2 separate regions of the Rattus norvegicus genome follow, and region 2 is linked to region 1. The links are chromatin contacts, called in public Hi-C maps. All regions are on one chromosome and are shown on one strand. The core of a region is the stretch at or near the end of the contact, and the rest is flanking DNA. Distances in the headings are between cores, read along the strand shown. Region 1 overlaps Rad51b (RAD51 paralog B). Region 2 overlaps Rad51b (RAD51 paralog B).

Region 1 (4,985 bases), core at 1,630-4,129:
TTCATTTCTATCTGAAAATGAAGCTCTCCGTTATTCTGTCTAGTTTCTCAAGGTTTTTCCCTCTCCTTGAAGCTCAAGTCTGTTCCCAGCAGCCCATACATAGTCCAGGCAGTCAGAGAAGTCCTCACATGAAATCCCCTAGAGCTTCAAAACTTTATTTTGGTCTTTGCTTATTTCCCAGCTATGTCTTTGCAACTCAGCCTTCCCTACCAATGCCGTGAAGCTTACTAATGAAGTCCTGTTTCCTTCTAACAGAAGAGTTTGGGATGCCTTTTGTTACATTATAACTTCTTACTACTCCAAACAGGTCCAGATGACTCTACACTGGGCCCAGTCTTCACAGTCCCATGCAAATCAGAATAATACTAAATCTCTAAATTATGAAAAGTATGGATGAAAATATTTTACACAGATTATATCCTACCTTTGCAAACTAATGTTTAGCCAGATAAAAGGGAGCGGACAAAACCGAAGATACTTCAGATGTCTTCTTTGGGCGAGTTTAACTTGTACAAAAGTTTTTTTGGACAAGATGCACTATAGCTGAAACCATATGAAAGCCATAAAGAACAGGAAATGCATGCATAGTCATGCTATAAATAATTTCAGGAATTTATTTCCAGACAACTTACTCCATTCATATATTAACCCTGAATTCGAAAACTATGACTGAACAAAAGAGGTTCACATTGCCCATCAATAAGGTGCCTACTCCAAGTTATCATTTAAATGACCAGCAAGTGTTTATAATTATTTGTTAAATAGAATATATGTAACATTATATAGGTTATATCATTTCATATTTACAGCCGCTCCAAAAGTATCGGTGTCTTTTAATACTCTTAGAATACAGAGGAAGAAACAAAGTTTCCCTAAGCATGTCTTACTTGCCCAAGTCACCCTGCCAGCAGGTGGCATAACCCGATACTCAAGCCCAAATCTGCCTGGTTTCGAGGCCTGTGTGCTTTGGTCTCCTATGAGTTGGAGGAAGCATTATCAGTGCTTTAGGAAATTCCTGACACATTAGACCTGATGGTGGAGCAGGGGAAATGGCCACGAAGCTTGCAAGCTCAGGCTCTTGCAAGCACGTGATCGTAATTCATCTATTCTGTTTCTTTGCTTTCTTTTTCTCATCCATGAAACAAGGAGTTCTGATAGCTAAGATCTAAAAGTCCTTCCAGTTCTTAATAGTCTCCTATCCATGAGTCTACCCATTATACACCGGGCAAAACTGTGGGTGGGGGAAAAGATAAACAAGAGAAAGTTTAATTGGGTGCAAGACACAATATAACCAAGCCACTTGGACAGGCAGACATGAAAGAAAAGCAGTTTTGTAGGCCAATACTACCGACGATTATGAAGGCATTACAGAATACAAGTGCACGAAGCCTGTAACTGAAGATGTTTACCAACTACACTAGTCTGTTTCAACTCAGCATCCATCAAGCAATATTTTAACTATTTAAGTAAAATGCATAACACACAGATATGGGGAGACATCAGAGAAACTTAAGTACAAACATACTCTGAGTTTGTTTTTCACTGAATGAGATTCTGAAAACTTAGTGGAATTCCCCTTAGAAACAAGTGTGGGTTGAAGTTGGCAGGTACAGGGTACAGCGGCTCTTGGAGGCTCCAGAAAGAGTGGCAGAGAAGAACAAGCCATTGTCTCTGCAAGAGCTCTCTATTTAGCAACAAAAGACAAGGCTCTGCTATGTGAGACAATGACTGTGTGGGGCTTTTGTTTGGTTTTGCCTTTCACACTGAGCTGGCAGATGCAGGCCAAGCACAGCAGAACAACTTAAAACTTTCATAACACATGGCTTTTCCGTGTATTCAGCCAAGACTCTTCGATACTTTTCCTGATTCTTCATGGATTCTCTAAAAGGAGGAGAAAGTGCCATCACTAAGAGCCAATAGGAGGTGGGTACAGACAAGCCTCACAGAAGAACTTCACAGGCCAGAGGTGAAAGGCTCCCACAGCAGCTGCAGCTAGACAGACAACAAATGGCCTAGAGAGTGCAGGGCCTTGGGAGGCCATGTGGTTGGGATGGACTGTCAAGGCTGAGACAGAGTCAAATTTCTAAACTTGGGAGAGGCCAGCAGCTCTGGTTATCAGCCTTAAAGTCTCGAGATAGACAAATCTGTTTTACATGGAAGAAGAAAAGATGATGAACGAACAGTCTGGCAAAAGAAAACAAGACAAACCAAATCTTCCACAGGAAGATATTCACAGACCATGATGCCAAAGAATGTTCAGGGGGCAGAAGGGAGGAACTTCTCAAGAGGGAGGAGAGGAGAAAAAATAAAAGCCATCAGCGCTAACGTTTGCCAAGGAGTGAGAGCACTGTTCAGATCGGATAGAAACTGGGTAGAAACAGCTACAGTTCCAGAGTCCCGTACACTCTACCACTGCTGCTATCCTCACCAGTCTGTGCCTCCCCTGAAGACTGCAGCTGCACCCCGAAGCCCCCAAAAACAGCAGCTGGGACACAGTGACAGCTGGAAGGAAGGGGGTTAGGCAAGGGCTTGGCATAAACAGACGTGCAGCCAACAGGCACAAGTATGAAGGGAGAGAGACAGTTTTCCTGTGTGGTTTGGGCATGTGGTGTGGGAAGCTGAATATGAGAGCTAGCCAAAGTTTTGGGGCCTTGACGGCCTGAAGGATTTGGCAGGCTTGGCGTTTCTCATGGCAGACGGGCCAGGAAATGAAGCTTTCAGCTGTCTGCTTCAATGTTTTTCTCACTGTCACCGTTTTCATGTTCAGTCTCTGGCCCGTTTTGTATTTTCTTCTTCTTTGGGGATTAGCACATCAGTGTGGTCAGAATCCACTTGGGTTTCTCAGGGCTGCACTGTGCATCATTTCCTCACACACCATTATCTGTCAAGCAGGGACTCGGAGGGCGTAAACCTGTGGCGTAGCACAAGGCAAACAACGGGAGATGTCTTCTCTGTAAGAGACATTAGAGGGCATTCAACCGGGCCTTGAATTACAGATGGGCAAACTAACAGAATTTCAGAGGAACAAGGGGACTTGCTAACACCACACTAACTCTTAAGAGCACCAAAGTGTGGACAAGTATGCAGCTCCCCCCCACAAAGGGGGAGGAGACAGAGTCCTGCCCACAAACATCTGTTCTCTTCAAGGCTTCATTTTAGACAAGAGCATCTACTCCCATCCTCCTTGCTAACACCGATTTGATAAGAACGATGTCCTCTCTCATTCTCATTCTCAAAGTTCTGAGCAAGAATGCGTCACAGCATATCAAGTTTGCCAAGTAATTATTCAAAATGTTTGCTACCTCCCCCAGAAGGAAAAAAAACAAACAAACCCAGAGATGTATATAATTTAACAATACTAGAAAGCAATGAACTTAAAAGCAAGCAAAATGCGGGGTTGGGGATTTAGCTCAGTGGTAGAGCGCTTACCTAGGAAGCGCAAGGCCCTGGGTTCGGTCCCCAGCTCCGAAAAAAAGAACAAAAAAAAAAAAAAAAAAAAAAAAAAAAAAAAGCAAGCAAAATGCTTGTCACTAAAAGGTGCCACTAAAAGATTATTGAGTTTCATTTCAATTCATATGTAATTGTCAATCACATGAAGATAATGTTGCCATTCAAATAAACTACGGCCTCGGTTTTCCCTGTCATGTCGACTTAAAAGTAGCAGGCTAATTGCAAGCTTGGAGACATATTTCAAAATAAGTGAAGAAACACCACGGCCAAAGCAACTTGGGGAGGACAGGGTTTTGGGGGCTTATACTTCAACAACACTGTTCATCATTAAAGGAAGTCAGGAAAGGAACACAAGCAGGGCAGGAACCGGAAGCAGGAGCTGATGCAGAGGCCATGGAGGAGTGCTGCTTACTGGTTTGCTCCTCATGGCTTACTTAGCCTGCTTTCTTATCAAAGCCAGGACCACCAGCCCAGGGATGGAAAATGCCTTACAGACTTGTGTGCAGTCCAATCTTGTAGGAGGCATTTTCCCAATCGAGGTTTCCTCCTCTCCATTGACTTTAACTTGTGTCAAGTTGACATACAACTATTCCAGCACAGAATTTCCAACTTCAGGAACAATTTTAAAAATCAAAGGAGGTGCTGGGAGGATGGGTCAGCAGACAAAGTGAGTGTGATGATGGAGTCTGGGTCTCTAGCACAGTCATGAAAGCTGGGCAGGTGTATCAGTCCACCTGTGATCCCAGCACTCAGGGACAGGGCATGGAGCAAGCTGGCTGCCAAGACTAATCAAGTCAGTGAGCTGGGACTCAGAGAGAAACCTTATCTCAGGAAATAAACTGAAGAGCAACAGACAAAGACTTGATGCCAACCTCTGGACTCTATAGGCACATGCGTGCACACATACCTACACATATGTGCATCCCCACATGTGCGAACATACATACATGCATATGGATAAATAAAATACAAAATGAAAACTGCCTTCTTTCTTAGTCGGATTTCTTTTACTCCAAAAGCAAACTATTTTTCAGAAACATAGAATCCATGTTATATGACATTGAAATATAACGTTTTAGTAGAGTAGTTAAATTACTCAAGTTTTCCTTCTTCCTCTAATATTTAAATTTAAATACACTAATGTTTTTATCATAGACTATAGCACTCTCTTCTTATCATGAGTGTGTGTGTGTGTATACATATATGTGTGTGTGTGTGTGTGTGTGTGTGTGTGTGTGTACATATATACATATGTGTGGGAAAATAAAAACAACATAGAAGGTCATTACTGTCTTTGATTTCTGGCATCCAAGCCACAACTCGAAAAATATCTTCTGCAGGGAAGGAAGAACAGCTGTCTTCACATGTGGGGAAAGTGGAATATTGTTTCTCTTCTGGCATAAGGGTATTGAAACCAACTGAGGAGCACTAACAGACCAAGTGTAAGGCCAAGTCAAATCAGTATGCACGGCGAGCAATGGTGCAATAAAGGGTGCTGTGGGACACAGTGGGCGGCCCCTGGATCAGCCTGGCTT
Region 2 (4,985 bases), core at 726-3,225, 92 kb before region 1:
ATTTCTTCTAGGTTTTTGTATAGACTAACATCAAGCCAATTTATCTGACCTCCTTGATCCACCCTGCCCATCTAGTACCTTTAGCTATTTTTCTAGAAGCCTGAATGAGTCAGAACAAGAAATGATTAATCAACTTGGAGAGGTTTGAAAGCTGGAAGAGAGCCACGCTGTGAGTAAAGCCTCGGAGCTGTGGGACTGCAGCAGTTGGAAAGTTAGGGGATTTCCATGGTTGAAAACATTTGGCTGGTTTGCCATGCTCCTCTGACCTTGCAATAAGACAGAACAGACCCAGCTGGGTGATTTACCTCTGACAATATCCCATGTCTGCTGCCGTTGGCTGTGTGCTCTGACTTGACAAAATCAAAGTAATTCCCCCTGAGCCTTATGATTCTGGAACTGGCTCAGAAAATCCCCTCTGCTTTTTTCTCTCAGTGGATAGCATTCTCAGTCCCTGGCTTCACTTTTAACTGTGAGGCTGAAATTAGAAGTATACACACAGCCCCTAGCACAGTGCTTGGCAGTCAGTCGGTGTGTGGGGGTCCTTTTCTTCTGTCGGGGCAGGCTGGTCTCACAACTCAGGAAATACAGCACCATCTTGCTTCTCTTCTTCTTCTTCTTCTTCTTCTTCTTCTTCTTCTTCTTCTTCTTCTTCTTCTTCTTCTTCTTCTTCTTCTTCTTCTTCTTCCCCTCTCTCTCTCTCTCTCTCTCTCTCTCTCTCTCTCTCTCTCTCTCTCTCTCTGACAGCTGTTACACTGCAGGCACAACTTAAAATCACTTTTCCAGTAGAAGATTTGAATTATTTTCTGGTTCCCTGCTGCCTTTATTCAAATTCTCCCAAATGTTTTATTGAGGTCTTGATTTCTGTTTTACGATTTTGTTTTTTGAAGATACGATTCTGGTACCATCAGAATGTGGGTCCTTAACGTGCTGCAGACAGTGTATCGGAGCAGGGCAAGTGTTTTTTCCTCCATTTCTTCTCTTGCCTGAAATGCTACCCTGATGCAGGGAGAAATGATACGGGGCCTATGGGCTTTCTGACGTGTTTGTCTTCGTTATGTCTCTGCCTCCATTTCCTCACCTCTTCACATTGTCTCCTCTCATTTAAACAAGCACACTGCTGGGTTTACCTCCAGACCTTTCTTTACTGCTTTTGCTTTCTGCCCCGTCAGTGCATCTATAATGTTTACTGTGAGTGTGCTGTCAATGATGTGTCAGTAAGAGGTAGACTTCATTGTTTATTGGTCTTGTGTATCTATTTCTCTCTTTAATGTCATTCATTTCTCTTATACAACTTCTTAGGATTTCATTCACTAACATAGCAGCAGCAGCAGCAGCAGCAGCAACAACAACAACAACAACGACAACCGCAAAAGATTTAGGCAAAAATGTCTGTCTAATTTTCTTATCTGAAAAGATCCAGGTTCTTCCCCAAAGCAGTAAACACTGTCGTGTATCTCACACATTCACATAAACATACACATGCCAACGCTCACTGCAAGGGCTCTTACCCATTGATTTACAGGACCTTGTTGAGCAATGGCAGCTGCTGATTTTCACTGCATTGGCATGGAGGTGGCCTGGGAATTTTCCTTTTGGCACACAGGTCAGTAAACACACTGGGGATTTGCAGTAAAGACATAAGGAGCTTGGCAAGGGGGTGGTGGTGGTGGACTGGTGGCTCGGAGAAGGAAAAAGAAAGGGAACTTTGGAAAAAGGATCTGAAGTTACCAAAAAAGCAACAAATGAAGGAGGGAAAAAAGTCATATGAGATAAATATAGAGAAATGAAGGAGTAGAGAGAAAACACAAGTCAGGGGAAGGAAAGCAGAGTGGTTAAGGAAGAGAAAAATCAGGAGCAGAGGTAAAGAGAAAATAAGTCCTCTGCTTGGAAAAGGAAGCACGAGAGAGGCCATTCAGTCCTAAGCAAACACAGATGAGAAGGCATTCCAAATCAGTGCGTCACCTCTTTAAACCTGCTCTATTATTAGAATCTGCCATCCACAACCAGGCTTCTGGTTGCAAATCTTCTGGCCCATAGAAGCAGAAAGATTCTCGCTTGATTCTTTTGAAGTTAGTCACTTAGTCAAAGCCCTCACAGTCTATCATTCTACACAACTCCAAAGTGGGAAACCACCTGGATTGGACTTCTGACCATTTACCTCTAATGACTGGTCTTCATTCTGGCCTTCTATATATGGTAATGATGGTTGCTAAATCATATTCTGAGAATTTACAGCATTCATTCTATTCCAGATAACTAGTGGCCAATGATATATCTTGTTCATTGTTGATCTACATTGTCAAATTATAATGCAGACAAAAGGACCCTAAATCACAACCAAGAATCCCTATGCTGATGAGGCTTTAGGCAACTGCTAAGGAGGCAGAGCCTCTGTATAACCACTGTCAACTTCATTTGCCAAAAGACTTACTTTGCTCCTCACTGCAAAACTCCATAGTGAGCATCAAACTTCCTTCGAGTGAGATTCTAGTCTGGGCTTTGGTATCTATACTCATTGTGGCCGGTGCTGGTAAGAATACCTTGGAAGGTTATGAGGCCTTTTCCTGTCTAAGAGGTAGGTTTATAATCCAAGCCAGCCACTCAAACACATTTTTGAGAATCTAAATAACTTGGGTAGAAAACATCTGGATTAGATTCATCCTAGTAGTAGTAGTAACTGCTCTAGATCCATCCAGTATTATTCTTTCCCCACTAAGTCAGCCAAGGCGAGTTTTTTATTTTCAACCAAAAAGCCTAAACTAACACAATGTATGTTAGTGAATGAGAAAACCTTTACAAGATTGTCATAGAGTTGAATACCCTTTGTTACTCCTCAGCTGGCTCCAGGCAAGGTGTCCCTTTGTGCTCAGCCCTGTAAATCCAACTGAAAATGTTTAGGAGAGGAAAAAAAAATGCACTGACATGCTACAAAGAATATGAGTTGCTTCCACTTAGTCAAAACTAAAATCTTAGCATAAGACAAGGAAGGTGGTCCGGCCCATGATGGCACTCAGAATCTGGTCGTGAACCCCTTTTGAAATTCTAAGTCACTAGTAATTAGGTATGGCAGTCTTGAGAGTTGGATGGGGTATTAAGATAATATCTATGATACAACTCTGACTCTGTACCCAGATTTAAGAATTGCCTAGCTAAAAAGTTACAGGGAGCCCCACACTGGAGCTATGCACAGTAAGACCTGTCAGGAGACAAGGGGACGGAGCAGCTGAAATAGGAGCACTGTTCAGTAGAAGGCAAAGCAACTCAGCTGAACCTAGAACTGGAGACCAAGCCTAGTTTCTCCCAGCGCCCTGGAGATCTATAGCATTACTTTGAAAGCACATGTGACCTTGAAAATGGAATTGATAATGAAGATAAGTATGCTATAGACATCAATTAATACAGTTTTAACTGCACTGAGAATTGTCCAGAACTCTCAAAATGTATTTCATCTCTTGGTTCCTATCACTTACTATCCGAAAGTGCAACGTTCCCTCTAGGGAACAAGGCACCACCGGGAAAGTTTTATAAGAAACTCTAACTGCCAAGAATTCTATAGGCAGGCCAACACAAAAATTAGGCTAGTAATGATTTAGGTCTTTATTCGTGGCCAATAAATCACATTAGCTTGACCAGTGAGATAACCACAAGTCAACATAAAAGATTCAGATATATATGATACAATGCACAAGAAAATAACTACCTCTCAGTTATTTATAAGAGCTTATTAACAAGGGCGTTTTCAATTTATCTAATAGCACAAATATAACGTTATGTCTAAATATGCCTGTCAACTCTGTCCACCAACAAAGGGTGATATCAGCTAGCTTGTAATTAAGGTCTTTAGGGGCTCACAAACACATAGACTTTAAGAAGCTCTCTGTAAATTTGGAATTGCCACAGTATTTTTAGAGATTATTATATCTCTTTACAAACTGTGCTAGTTCCTAGGTTTTCAGATCAATAAACAGAGAAACCATACTGTAATTCCATGTTTGCTGTGTGCAGAAGGCTATGAAGGCAGGCAGAGGATGGAAAGGAACTTGGCAACTGCTTGCATTAAATTCTTTCCTTTTGCAAAGGACACATTTCATGTGAGATCCAGTCAGGAAGCAGTGATACCATAAATACCACATCTGGTCCATGGCCAGACAGCCTACACTACTGTGTCCAGAGGCCATCCCATCATACTGAATGCTTTACAATTAAATGGCTTGCGAGTGTGTTAGGTTCTCCCGCGTTCATCTCATTTAACATACATCTATCAAGCAAGTCTGCTTATGGCAGGAGATGCTACGGGTATGGTCACGAAATTTTCATACTGTGGAAAGGCAGGAGAACAAGCTCAAATCTTAGTAATAATGATTTAGAATCAATGAAACAATATATGGAACAGTTACCAGAAACAGTGAGTATTCCCACTATGCTAATACTTCTAATAAGTCCAGTAAATGATTCTGGACTCAGGTCCCCAGGTTAGAGATGCCCAGCCTCATCTGGAATGGGGAAGAGAAAATTATACTGCAAAGGATTATGGGCTTTGGACACTTGAGCTAAGGCACCTGGGTGTGAGTTTACATTCTGGCTCTGCTCTTTACTAGTTTGTGACCTTAGTTCTGACTAAATCTCACCTTCTTATCTATGAAGTGAAGATGCACTCTAGAGGGTCACTGTCAAAAACAGATACAATGTATGTAAAGCATTAGCTTATCTTGGCTTAGAGTAGGCCCCTAGTAAGGGCTAGTAGTTATTGTCACCGTGAGAGCAGAATAATATCTGTGTAACAATTCGATAGGAGTGAAACTGTAATGTGTTGTCTTACCATTTGATTAGTGTCCATAGTGATCCATGAAGAAGTTTCTTAAAATAATAATGCAGATCTAGGGATATGACTGTGGCAGAGTCTACCTACCACAGAGCATGGACAGGGTCCTGGGTTCAAGTTCCACTGCTACATCATCATCATCATCATCACCACCACCACCACC

What was found. Hi-C and Micro-C count contacts between places; a contact is called where the count stands out from the background.
Region 2: a contact with region 1 is called in a Hi-C map of Schwann cells, with 3 times the contacts expected there. The contact joins two enhancer-like sites. A contact is called at or near these places in 3 of 12 Hi-C or Micro-C datasets (the Rat2 cell line, Schwann cells and frontal cortex).

The regions. Positions count from the first base shown.
Region 1 is chr6:104,059,120-104,064,104 of GRCr8, reverse strand. The region is part of intron 7 of Rad51b (RAD51 paralog B); the gene reads right to left. Among named protein-coding and RNA genes, the nearest start is that of Rad51b, 230 kb to the right of the region's middle. Within about 2 kb of position 2,879, at least 59 of the 93 cell types and tissues checked have an H3K27ac peak or open chromatin away from gene starts, as enhancers often do.
Region 2 is chr6:104,150,406-104,155,390 of GRCr8, reverse strand. The region is part of intron 7 of Rad51b (RAD51 paralog B); the gene reads right to left. Among named protein-coding and RNA genes, the nearest start is that of Atp5pdl1, 280 kb to the left of the region's middle. Within about 2 kb of position 1,975, at least 19 of the 93 cell types and tissues checked have an H3K27ac peak or open chromatin away from gene starts, as enhancers often do.